Regions from separate parts of the Mus musculus genome. Here regions 1 and 3 are each linked to region 2. The links are chromatin contacts, called in public HiCAR-type and promoter capture Hi-C maps. All regions are on one chromosome and are shown on one strand. The core of a region is the stretch at or near the end of the contact, and the rest is flanking DNA. Distances in the headings are between cores, read along the strand shown. Region 1 holds the start of Hdgfl2 (HDGF like 2). Region 2 overlaps Kat2b (K(lysine) acetyltransferase 2B). Region 3 holds the start of Pot1b (protection of telomeres 1B).

The links. Promoter capture Hi-C pulls out the DNA fragments that hold promoters and counts their contacts. HiCAR-type assays count read pairs that join an accessible place to other places.
Region 1: a promoter capture Hi-C map of embryonic stem cells shows a contact between it and region 2, with 6 times the contacts expected there. The contact joins the promoter of Hdgfl2 here to the enhancer-like site in region 2. A contact is called at or near these places in 4 of 39 promoter capture datasets (the 3T3-L1 cell line, embryonic stem cells, liver and 1 more) and 1 of 115 datasets of contacts at active chromatin or transcription factors (astrocytes).
Region 3: a contact with region 2 is called in a HiCAR-type map of astrocytes, with 9 times the contacts expected there. The contact joins the promoter of Pot1b here to the enhancer-like site in region 2. A contact is called at or near these places in 5 of 39 promoter capture datasets (the 3T3-L1 cell line, the HPC-7 cell line, liver and 2 more) and 1 of 115 datasets of contacts at active chromatin or transcription factors (astrocytes).

The regions. Positions count from the first base shown.
Region 1 is chr17:56,077,537-56,081,914 of GRCm38.p6, reverse strand. It overlaps Hdgfl2 (HDGF like 2), which reads right to left and starts at 2,284. Exons shown (of 16, transcript NM_008233.4): 1 at 2,089-2,284. The coding sequence starts at 2,160. It also overlaps a transcript of Ubxn6 not described here.
Region 2 is chr17:53,585,913-53,590,120 of GRCm38.p6, reverse strand. All of the region lies in intron 1 of Kat2b (K(lysine) acetyltransferase 2B), which reads right to left. Among named protein-coding and RNA genes, the nearest start is that of Kat2b, 21 kb to the right of the region's middle. Within about 2 kb of position 2,455, at least 316 of the 459 cell types and tissues checked have an H3K27ac peak or open chromatin away from gene starts, as enhancers often do. A contact at or near this core is called in the HPC-7 cell line, astrocytes, embryonic stem cells and 2 more, where this site is marked.
Region 3 is chr17:55,710,701-55,714,967 of GRCm38.p6, reverse strand. It overlaps Pot1b (protection of telomeres 1B), which reads left to right and starts at 2,332. Exons shown (of 17, transcript NM_028370.2): 1 at 2,332-2,428; 2 at 4,062-4,129.

The DNA of each region.
Region 1 (4,378 bases), core at 1,035-3,534, 2.5 Mb before region 2:
ATCTCCTTAGCCCCTTAATTTGGAATTAATGTTTTTCCTTTTAGACAGTCTCACTATGTAGCCTGGCTGTCCTCAAACTATGTAGACAAAGGTGGCCTGGTACTTGTCTCTGTCTCCTCAGCAATGGGGATTGGGATTGAAGGTAAGTACAACCATGCCTGGCTATGAAACCTGCACACTTATGTGCATCCTACTAACCTGTCTGCTACCCACAGTGATTATCTTTCCACCAAGAAGAAAGCTGGGCCCCCATACAGGTACTTAGGCCGAGCCAGGTCCAGTATAGTCCCCTGAAGCCCCTGGGGTGGGCCTAGGTTCAGCTTCTCCCCACTCCCGGGACTAGCCAATGACTGCCCCTCCTGGAAAAAAGGCCCAGTCTGTTCTTGTCCCAGAGGTAAATCTGGCAGCAACAGGGATGGAGATTTGGGGGAATGAGGTGGAGTGCTGAAGGAGCCAGGCCCAGAGCAACCCGGAAGTCCCACCCTCTTTGTGAAAGCCCATGGGTTCCAGCAGCTGTCAGTCACCTTCCCACAGGATGCTAGTAGCCCCTTCCCCTCCAATCAGGTGCTTGGAACTGTTCTCTCAGTGCTGGAGAAGGCTGGGAAGGGGGAAGGGACAAGAGCTTCATAGAGAGCAGAGGTAGACTAGTGAGGGCAGTGGCCAATGTAAAGTTTTGCTCCCCAGTCACCCCACTCACAGTGGGATTTCCCAGTGTTTAGCCACCCACCTCATCAACGCCGGGGGATGGCTGGATCCTCCCTAGCCTGCTCCTCAAACTCTGGTCCCTGGTGGCTGGATGCAGGATACCAGATGCAGAAGCATCCTCAAACCTGCCCTGCCGAGCCCTGCCAGGCTGCTTCTCCCAACGGTCCCACACCTCAGGAACTTATGGGGCCCTCTGGTCCTGACCTCTAGGAGTTACCTCCTGGGCTGGTTCCTGTTGAGCTTGCTCTTTGGCATCCCCATGGTAACTCCCTGCCGTATGGTCTTCCATTCCCACCCCCATGCAGACACAGCCAATCTAGCCTCTGTACTAAGACCTAGAGGCAACAAAACTCTGTTTCTATGCAACTGAACATGTGCACCAGGACTTGCAACGCTAGCCACCATCTGCACAACAAAAATTCCTTCAGTCCTGACACATGGATGCAGCTAACTTCAGCCCTGGAGTGATCTCTGTCCCAAGTCCTGGGGGCAGCAGAAGCCTTTGGGTCTCCGTGTATGTGCCAATTTTTGCCAGGGCCAGAATTCTACCACCTGCGCACCCAGGCTCTAAAAATCTACACTGCTTGACTCCAGCTTTCTCAAACAGGAAACCTCAAAGCCTCCTACCTCCAGCTTGAAGCTGCCTGTTCTCAGGTAAGCTACATACAGCCCACTGAATCCCTTTAAGGGCCGGACTCCAGGTCCCCAGAAAAGCTTTCTTCCAACCCTTGCCCTCATTTAGGTCATAGAGATAAGGTCCCTTTCCTTCCGCTGTATCCCGCTCCCCCATCCATCACGCGCAGCCTCTCTGGAAGAGACTCTTCCCATCATTTGACCCTTCCACTCCAATCCCAACGTGCCCATGTACCCTTTGAGCCCCACTACATCCCTCAGGCTCCACGACCCTGGGATCCCCTAAACGCATTTCTGACCTCTGGTACATTGGTCTCTCAGGCCCTGGACACCAAACCAAGTGACACAGGTTCCGGAGGAGGTCAAGGCTAGCACCACGGCCGTTCTCTGCAGGACTGTGGGTCTCTGAGACTCAGGACCTCACCATGCAGGTTACTCAGACCAAAACATTGCCACACCTCAATTCCAAAGGACCACGGGTCAGAGCCAGGATCCGGAACAGCGGAACACAAGTCCCTCAGACCAGGGACCTCCCCGAAGACGCACCAGACCCCAGGCACTGTGGTCCCGGAGGAAGGAGATTCCTCAACTCCAGAAAACCACAGTGCAGTCACCTGAGCCAGCAGCCCCAACCTCTCCTCAGCCTCCATTCCAGCCTCCCCGCGCGCGCCCGCCCGCCCGCCCGCCCGCGGCCCCTCTGCTCGGGGCCGCCAACTCCGCCGGGCCCGTCCACTCCACGCGCGGCCTCACCCGGGCCGGCCAGTGCGGGTAGCCCTTCATCTTGGCAAACACCAAGTCCCCGGGCTTGAAGGCGTGCGGCATGCTGTCGGCGGAGGCCCAGGCCGCGGGAAGCAGCAACGGCGGTGAGAGGCGAAGTCAGAGGCGGGAGTCGGACGCCTGAGGGGCGGAGGCGTCCGCACGGGCCGCCGGCCGGCGTCTACTTATTGGGTTCAGCACGACCGGAAGTCCCGCCCTCCCTTGGCTAGGGGCCGCCGTCGCCGTCGCTCATGACCACAGAGACGCGCGCGGGCCAATAAAGGGAGGGGTTGGATCAGAGCTAGTTAACGGGATTGGATAACGGAGCAGAAGCCAAGGGCGTGGACTAGGAGCCAGTGGGTGGGGCGGAGGGTGTCGGAGGTAAAAGACGAAAGGTTTAAGCGGCTACTGGGTGGAGCCTAGAGAGGAATGATGGGCGGGGCTTAGGTTGGGGATCGCTCAGGGGCGTGGCTCGCAGTCAGGATGTGGGGCGGGGTGAAGGGCATTAGACGAATTAGACGCAAAACGGACAGGGGCTTGACAGGGGCGTGGCTTAAGAGCTGCATGAGGCAGTGGCCTGTGGGTGAAAGGAAGACTGAAACTAATGACAAGCAGTGATGGGGCGGGGCCTAGCGAGGCCGGAACATACATAACAGTACTGAACAGGCCTTTGGACTCGGCCAGACGAAATATAAACAACCAATCAGCGTAGAAGACGGATTAACGACAGCCTTCCAAAAGGGCATCAGTGCAACTATGAAGCCCATTGGCTATAGCTCGACCAATGGCTGGACATGAAGACAAGTTCCACAGAACTCAGCAAACTCCCGCCAGGAGTTGGCAGAGGAAGGGGCGGTGATCAAGAAAGGTCAGGGCTGAGAAGGGGGCGGGACAGAGCTCACTTGTTTACTTTCATTATTTAAAATTTTTTTCTTTTTTTGTTGTCTATAATACATTACATATTTTCACTTTATACTTACAGCACCTTTATACTTTGACATTTTGCATTTTAATTATTCTTTTTGTTGTTGTTTTTTTGAGACAGGGTTTCTCTGTGTAGCCCTGGCTGTCCTGGAACTCACTCTGTGGACCAGGCTGGCCTGGACCTCAGAAATCCGCCTGCCTCTGCCTCCCAAGTGCTGGGATTAAAGGCGTGCGCCATCACTGCCCAGCCATTTTAATTATTCTTAATTTTATTTGGAGACAGGGTCTCACTCTGCTGTCCTCACTGGTGAGTGGGGGGTGGGGACAACTCCTTATATAGACCAGACTGGCTTCGAACTCACAGATGTACTCTTGCCTCTGTCTCCCCAGCTCTGGATCAAACATGTGTGCCACCGTGCCCTGCCTTAAAAATCTGTGTGCTGCCGGGCAGTGGTGGCTCACGCCTTTAATCCCAGCACTTGGGAGGCAGAGGCAGGCAGATTTCTGAGTTCGAAGCCAGCCCGGTCTACAGAGTGAGTTCCAGGACAGCCAAGGCTATACAGAGAAACCCTGCCTCGAAAAACAAAAACAAAACAAAACAAAACAAATCTGCGTGCTATGTGTGGGCATGCACGCACATGCTACAGCGTGTGTAGAAATCAGAGGACAGCTTTGTGGAGCCCACCACTCATTTTTTTTTCACCTGAGGCTTACGGGGAAAGTAATTCACTCGATGAGCCATTTCACTAGCCATATTTACTTTACTTAAATGTATACTGATCTTAGTAGTTGTTTATTTTTATGACTGGGTCTTAGCCCAGACTACTTTCTGAATAGCTATGTACCCAAGGCTAAATTTGAACTTTTGATCTCCTGACTTTATTTCCCAAAGGCTTATGTGGTGGTGGGGATGGAATCTGGGTGTTTTGCATGCTAGAGAAGATGAGCTTTTCTCTAAGCCCCATTCCCATGATGCTTATTTCTCTTATTGACAGTGTTGATTACCTACTGTACTTAATGTCACAAACTATTCCATGCTGAGTAAAAAATACATTGGATACCAAGTGTCTCAATTTCCCTAGCTGTAAAATAGGGTCCATAATGAACCATGTCCAATGGGGCCAGGAAGGGTTAGTGACTTCCCTATCTTTTTAAAGTTTTTTTTTAAAGATTTATTATTATACATAAGTACACTGTAGCTGTGTTCAAACATGCCAGAAGAGGGCATCAGATCTCATTACGGGTGGTTGTGAGCCACCATGTGGTTGCTGGGATTTGAATTCAGGACCTTCGGGAGAGCAGTCAAGTGCTCCTACCCCACTGAGCCGTCTCACCAGCACGTGACTTCCGTATCTTGGAC
Region 2 (4,208 bases), core at 1,206-3,705:
ATGGTTGGAAGGATGCTTCCTCCCCTCTCCCCACACATTCCTTACTCTCAAACCTTTCCTCTTATAAACACAAAAAATAAAATTTTAATAAAAAAGAATAATGAAAATCTTGTTCTATTCAAAATTCAAAAGTTCCAAACTAATTTTTTTTTTTTTTTTTTTTTTGGTTTTTCGAGACAGGGTTTCTCTGTGTAGCCCTGGCTGTCCTGGAACTCACTCTGTAGACCAGGCTGGCCTCGAACTCAGAAATCTGCCTGCCTCTGCCAAAGTAATTTTTTGATGAAAGAAGAAAAACTAATAAAAGGCACTATCAGACAGTGAAGATGGATGAAACACAAACAACAGTAGCAGAGAGGTGGAAGAGGGTGTAAAAGCACACGTTTTCTAATTTCAACTCTGTTGGGTCTTCTCCTCCTCCTCTTCTTCCTTCTTCATCTTCCTCTTCCTCCTCTTCTTCTTTCTTCCTTCCTTCTTTCCTTTCTGACTTTCCTTTTACTTTTTTCCCTTGTGGTAAAATCCCTAAAAATGCCATTGATAGTGAACACCTAAACCTTCAGAATGACCTTCCTAACTATATAGACGGTCCCTGGGATTCACAGAGTTCGAGACTTCGTAGGTGTTTGAGTAGCTACCACGATCCAGCTGTGTGATGGTTTTTTTGAGTTCATTATAAAGGTGATTTTCTTGTGAGAGAGGGTCTCACCATATAACCCTGGCTGGCCTATAATTGGCTGTATAAACCAGGCTGGCTTTGAACTCACAGAGATGGGTCTGCTGCATTCTAATTTGGGGGATTAAAGGCATGAGCTAACATGCCCAGTCAGTACACTAAGAGGATTTTTTAAAACTCGCTACTGGGAGCTGGAAATATGGCTGGGAGGTTCAGAGTACTTGTTCTTACAGGACAGAGGTTCAATTCACAGGACCCAAATGGAAATCACAACCATCTATAACTCCAGTCCCAAGAGATGATACTCTTCTGGCCTCCATGACTACTCAGCATGCATATGATGCAGACATACATGCAAGCAAAACACCAGCATAAAGAAAATAGTTTGTTGCCAGGCGGTGGTGCCGCACGCCTTTATTCCCAGCACTTGGGAGGCAGAGGCAGGCGGATTTCTGAGTTCAAGGTCAGCCTGGTCTACAAAGTGAGTTCCAGGTCAGCCAGGGCTATACAGAGAAACCCTGTCTCGAAAAACCAAAAAAAAAAAAAAAAAAAAGGAAGAAAGAAAGAAAATAGTTTGTCTTTTAATCTTGCTTAACTACCAAGGAGAGCATTTAATTTTTTTCAAGACAACTCTGGTCTAAATCATCTTATTTTCCGAACAACCCACAGGAAGGCCAGGTGAATAATTCAATGATAGAGAAGGGTTTCACTGGCCTGAGTTTACATAGCTGGCAAAGAGCAAGGGGCCAAAACCAATACCAGAACTCAGCTCTGGCACCTGAAACTACCTTGTGGCACCTCCTTCTTAAAGTGCAGGGACACAGAAATCAGTGGGGTGGCATATAACCTGTCGAGCATCACTCAGCAGGTGAAAGCAGCAGGACCAGGAGTTCAAGGTTATCGTGGCTACAAAGGCTGTTGGAAGACCAACGAGATTCCAAGACTGTCTCAATTTGCCCCCTCCACGAAAAACAGAAAGTGGCTACTGGTGAATGCAGCCACACGTTTGAATCTCAAAAACACTGCTGCACTAAAGTGTATTGTGTAATACCGTTTTCTGGTGATGGTGGCAGTACTAAATGTGGAACCCAGGATCATCTTACCTCTTAAGCTACATCTCCGCCTCTCTGTTTACTGGTTTTCTTTGAAACCAAATCTAAATCATGCCCAGGCTGGCCTTAAATTCCTTCTGTGGCCTTAAATTCCTCTTAGCCTCTTAATGGAGCAACTAGAGTTATGAGGCCTACACCACCAAAGAACAAAACTCAGAGTCAGTTCGGAAGCAGCTTCTAGGGGTGGGGTAGGGCTGAAAGGAAAAGAGCAGGAGAGAAGACTCCAGAATGTTCTTGCTTGGGCATGGTGAGGCACACCTGTATGTAATCCAGGCACTTGCAAGGCTGAGGCAGAAGGATTGCCATGAGTTCAAGCATGAGCTACACAAGTAGCATCCTGTCTCAGGCTTGAAATGAAACTTGCTTAAAATGTTTAAAGCACTAGGTTCAACCCCCAGCATACTCACTCCTCACTGAACAAAAAAATAAATTTTTTTTTCTCTGCACAGTCCCTGCGGGGTAGGACAGGAAGGGATTCCCCAGGCACTACCAGCAACTTCTCTGTTTTCCTTCAGTGTGGCACTTACCATGTTCTGTTATTTTCTTTTTCACCATCTGCTTCTGCTACCAGAAAGCAAGCTCTACAAGAATAAGGACCCATCTGTCACTACACCCCCACATCGTCTACATCAATGCCTGGCAGCCTGAGTAACAATGTTGACTGAACGGAAAAACTGTCACTATCTACAGTGCACAGCCATGAAGCTCGAGTCTGGGAAGGGTGAGAAGCCTCGGAGGGCACAGATGGAAAGTGCCATGTGAGAATTTGAGCTCAGGTCTGTGGTCTAACCGCCCTGAGGTTTGGGTCTCCTCGATTTCTTGGCTTGTTTTCTGGCAGTTCAGAAAGCTGTCTTCTACAACTCACGATGGTTTTCTCTGAAGTGACTTTAAATGTGACTTTCCACTTTAATTTTTCTCCTCCTCCATTATTGTCTCTCTAGCAAGAGGCTGCTGCGGCTTTCACCTCCCTTTACACATGCTGGCCCGGGGAACTGTTCCGACGGAAGAAGAGTCAAGTAGTCATTCCTACAGGGACGCGCAATCCTGGGTTGCATGACTCATTTGTTATTTCGAAGTATGCTGACCTTGGCTTCCTTGGCATTCTGCCAGCCCATTTCAACACCAGCTTGTTACAGCAGATGCAAATTAGTGCTGCCACCATCTACCACTGAAACAGTCACTGGCATTCCTTGATCTGGGCCCTGTCTTGGAATCTCCTGCACAGCAATGGGGAGGGGGTTCCAAAAGGCTTCAGCAAGGCACATTAACTAAGGGAGATTGGGAACCATGGTCAACATGGAACTTAGTACCCCAACCCAACCCTGAGGCAACCAAAGAGATAAGTCTCCTTCAGAGAGTGGGGGACAGTCATTCCAAGGGCATTCAGTTTTTTCCAAAATCAGTATATTCATGATTTAGAAATTATAAAGCTGTGCATGGTGGTCTATGCCTCCAATGCCAAAACTCACAGGCAGGAGGCAGGAGGATCAGAAACTCAAAGTCAACACTGGCTTCATAGAAAGTCTGAGCTGTCCCTGGATTCACATGACCTTGCCTTAAAAAGAGAGAGAGGGAGGGCAGAGGGAGGAAAGGAAGAAAAGGGGATGGGATGGGGACAGAAGAATAGCTGGCTCCTAAACAAAAAAGTAAAGACAACTTACTGCCACTTTAAAAGAGCAGTGTACACAAAAATATATAAACAAGAGCAATGTAGGTCTATACATAACTGATGTCATTTCTATTTCATTAATGTAGTAGACTTTTAAACTTTCTGGAAAGTCAATTTTTGTATTGTATAGGTTTATTTTGGTCTGTTGGTTGGCTGACTTTCTGAAACTGGCTTTCTCTATGCCGTTCTGACTGGTCTGGAACTCTCAAAAGAGATCCTGAGAAATCCTGCCCCTGTCTCTAAGTGCTGAGACTAAAGGTATGTACCATCATGCCTTTCAAAACAGTAATGATGTCTTTAGGAAAATATGATTATGACAGAGCAGAAAGAGTGAATTTGAGGCTAACAGAAGCTGCAAAAAATGACCCTGTTCTCAGCAACAACCAACGACAAAAGCTGGAAAGATTGCATTAGTCTGTGATGCCAGCATTGAAGAAGTAGCCTCGACTAAATAATGAAACCCTATTTGAACAGAAAGAAAAGCCAGCCGTGAGCGAAGAGAACCACACTAGGAGATGCCTCAGTCCCAGCTGCCAGGTCTTTTGCTTTGGATCCATAGCTACAAAGTCTCTTAGAGCCTCAGTTTCTCTTCCTTTTGTCTCAACACAAGAGTCTCACTCTGCAATCTAGAATGGCCTAGACCTCACTACGTAACCCAGGTTGGTCCCAAACTTTGTGCAATCCCCTGCCTCAGTTCTGGGTTGTCAGGATTATAGGTGTAAGCCACCTCATATGGCTACCTTTCCCAAATTTAAAA
Region 3 (4,267 bases), core at 1,083-3,582, 2.1 Mb before region 2:
TATAAGTTGAGGATGCAAACATCTAAAATGGAAGATGCAAAGCTTGTAAGTAACAGGGCAGGTGGGTAAAACAGTCAGTGTTGCTAGAGTACAAATGCCCGGGATGTATACAGTTTTTGAAACAACATTGAGTTTTATTGTATTGTCTCACATGCTATCAACTTCATGTGCCGATTTCTGGTAGTTAATAGCTTTTATTGATGACAGTGGTTCTTAACTTTTCTAATTCTGAGACCCATAAATATAGTTCCTCATATTGTGGTGACTCCAACCATCCACTTATTTTGTTGCTACTTCACATCTGTAATTTTGTTAATTATGAATCCTGATGTAAATAAATAATATGGAGGATATCCGATTTGCAACTCCTGTGAACCATTTATCCCCAAAGATGTCATGACCCACAGGTTGAGAACCACTGGCCTATGATTTCCATGGCATTTGCCTAAAATAAGACTACATTTTGATGCTATCAATAGAAAACCAAAAGCAAAAAATAAACACATATACTATTATATATCACTAGAAATCATGAGGAAAATGAGGTGTGGGGAGAGTTGACTTAAGAGCTCAGTACTGGCTTCAGGTGGTAGGGGTTTTGTTTTTGTTTTTCATTTTTATCTTGTTTACTACTCAGTCAACCACAGAACTGACTTCATCAAGTCTTCCCTCTGATTTTGTGATTTCTGCCAGAGGAAATGATGCACATATTTTCTTATGTGGTTTTAGGAAGAATTTCCAGGAAATCTGTACACAGACAGAAAATCTTGACATATCTGCTATAGATATACTAGAAAATATTGCCTTCCATCTCTGAACAATCTGAAACACACTTATGCTTAAATCTAACTGCAGCAAAAACAGTGGGAGTTTTCTGCCGAAGAACCAGTGGGTTGATACAAAGACTATCTGTCAGAAATAAAAAGCAAAATATAATTTCTAATATAAAAATAGAGAGGAGTTGATTAACATTTCTATTAGACCACTGTGGGTAGTATTAGGAAGTTTTAATATGGATGACACTAGCATAGATAAGCAGACATAAATAACAAACTAAAGAAGTACATTTTGATTTTAAGTCTCCTTTTAGTCTAATATACTCACTTCAAAATTCGTCCCATTTATATCATTTTAATGGGAACGTAAGTAGCAATGCCAATTTATTTGGTTTTCTTCACATATTCGATTCCATTGTGCCAAATTCTGACTTCATGTTATAGGTGGAATGTGCCCCAATCACACTGAATTTCTTTAACTCAATTACATGGAAATCACGTACATGGAAATATTCTTCTCAGTCATGGGAAAGATACCTTTAACTGATTTTTTTCTATTGATAGAACAATGGAGATCATTTCCATCCTACCATAAATGCATACAATCCCATCATTTTTGTCAATGCACTCAGTCTTTGATGAACTTTGATGAACTTAAGGGAGAAAGATTAACAGTTACAATTAACATAGGCAGTGCCATTAATGTTGCATGTAGTTTAAAAGAATGAACAAAAGACCTTCATTTTCATCAATGGAATTTCAAAACTTTCCCCACTTCCTGAAAAAAGTGGGTGGGTAAAATGAATAGATGTAGACTCAATTTAAACTAATAGTGGAACATTTTGTGAAAGATAAAAAAGTTATTCTGTGTTTAAAAATGCCTTTTAACCCGATACAAAGGGTTCCCAAATAACTCCAAATAATCGTGATAAACTTTTAAAGCCTACACACTTTTTAAAATTTAATTTTTAATTAATTTTTTTACACTCGATATAAGCCTACATACTCTTGTTCAGCTTTCTATATTCTGAAATTAATCATTACAAAGTTTCTAAACTCATGACAATTTTTCATCACTCAAAAATATAGTAAAGAACGATAAATCTTCAGACTAACAAAGGATTGTTGGTATTTTTCAACTTGCCTGGCAATAGCATAATAGCCCTAAATTGCGATTAAAAAAACAACAAAACAACATTGTTATCTTCGTCTATTTACATCGTGTAAAAGTGCATTTGGGTGCTTAACTTAGATTAACAAAGGGTTTTGCCTCTGATCCATTTATTCAACAAAATAGAATTTGGAGTCTCACTCGGAATAGGGTTCCAATTGGCTACAGGATTTAGGACTCTTTCAAGCCAGTTACTATCCTTTGAACAGTGTGTTCTCCCCCCCCCCCCCCCCCCCCCGCTAGTCCCCAGAAAAATCCATTAGGGGCGTGGAAAGAGGAGCAGCAGGCTTCCTACTCTGCAGGGACCAACTGGGAGGAGCTTGGCCGAGGCCCCGCCTGCCTTTCGCTTTTGTTATGGGAAGCACGAGCAAAAAGCGGGCGGAATGGTTGGAGTGCGCATGCGTGTGTCCCACGGCTCCGGAAGTCGAAGTCGCGTCTCTGCAGGTTGAAAAAGTTGCCGGGATCCTCGGTGTTCTGTGAGGTACTGAACGCTAGGGTGTTGGAGTTCTTGGTGTAATCGCTGGAGGTCGGGCCCTGGATGATATGAGGGGTCGTTTGCAACCACATTTGGGGTAGTTGTAGAGAAAGTGCGCTATGCGTTGGCGGCAGCGATAACCCGCTGTGTTCGGCATCCTCTCTCTCAGGGAGACCTCAAGCTTCAGGGGTGTGTGTGTGTGTCTGTGTGTGTGCGCTATGCGTTGGCGGCAGCGATAACCCGCTGTGTGTGTGTGTGTGTGTGTGTGTTATTGGGAGCCTCAGAGGCTTCAGGTACTTGCCCAGGTGACAAGTGTCAGAAGAAAAGCATGAACCTGGTGCACAGTGAACAGAGAGAGCGCTAGGATTAAAGGAACGGGCTACTACTATGCCGTGCAACAGGTCGGAAAACTGGCTTTTAAAAGTATTTTGATTCAAGCTGATACTTCCTGCTGAGGACACAAAAAGCATCGTTTTGCCAAAGTATAATTTGTTTTCAGTTTTTTTTTTTTTTGTTTTTTGCTTTCTTTAGTAATATTGAAGAGTATTAATGTAGGATCTACTTTTAATCTGTTTTTTTTCTTTGAAAAGTGGATAGTGACTTTATTAGTATGAGGTTCATATGAGTTTTAATCTGTTGTTTAAGAAATACCCATATGGTTGTTTACCAAGAGTCCATGGTGTGTGTGAGACAGAAAGTTTTAATATGAAAGCCAAAAGAGAAGTTGAAAGGAACTGTTATAAAACACTATCATGCCTGTACTTTTGACTAGGTAATTATTTTCCGAAGTTGACAGTGGGGCAGAGACTAAACTGAACTTTTTGTTTTGTATTGACTTGCCCTCATTGTCCTAGTTTATGAGTTTTTCATTTCACATTAAGAATTTTTTCTTTCTTAAATTGTAATTGGTTTCTAAAACAACATTTTATTTTGCTGAGAGATTGTATTACCGGGTTGAGAAAAAACACTTTGGGAAATTAATGAACTTCACTTTCTGTATCTTCAATAAGACTTAAGTTATGAATCTTACATATTTTTTTCCTCAGATTTTCCCCAGATGACTTAATATTTATTAGAACATGCTATATTGAATTCCTAAAAGTATGGTCCAAGTGAAATTCAGAGAAAGGTTCTCTAAAGATTAAGAAAGGGAATCGAATATCCTGACTGCCTGACACATCCCATAGTTCAGTATGAGTATATTAGGAGTACTGTGCCAGTGCAAGTTTTTAAAGGCAAGTGAGCATGCTTGCTGAAGATTGCTGTAATCCTCAGCCATAGATATTAGCAGCACAGGCTTGCACAGAGAGAGGTTCTGTTTGTGTGTGTGTGTGTGTGTGTGTGTGTGTGTGTTGTGTGTTGTGTGTATGCAGTGGGCTTTATGCAGGATGAGGCTGTAGCAGAGACCTTTGGGACAGTAATTCTCAGGTAGTCAGTCATATGTGAGAAGAACCCTTTCTCAGAACCTCTAAGTGACTTTATGTGTTTTGTTAGGGTTGATGCTACTCTGGCAGTATCCTGAAAACTTTCTTAAAAGATAAGACATTTCAAAGGCTTTCAGTTGTATTCAAACTTTTGCATAAAAAATGTATATAGTTTGTAAAAGCAGTCATCTTTACTATTTTTCTCTCCATTTTAGGGAAAAAACTGTTATTTCTTCAGTTTTTGGAAGTTAAGCAGCTGCTTTGAAGATTAGACCTTAATAAGGTAATAATGAGGTGTATGTGTGCTACATTTCTGCTTAGCTTTCTGCTTATACTGTAGAAATAGATAACTTTCTATATGTATATCTCACGGGGACACACACATATATGAATGAATTTAATAGATAATACATTTGTAGGA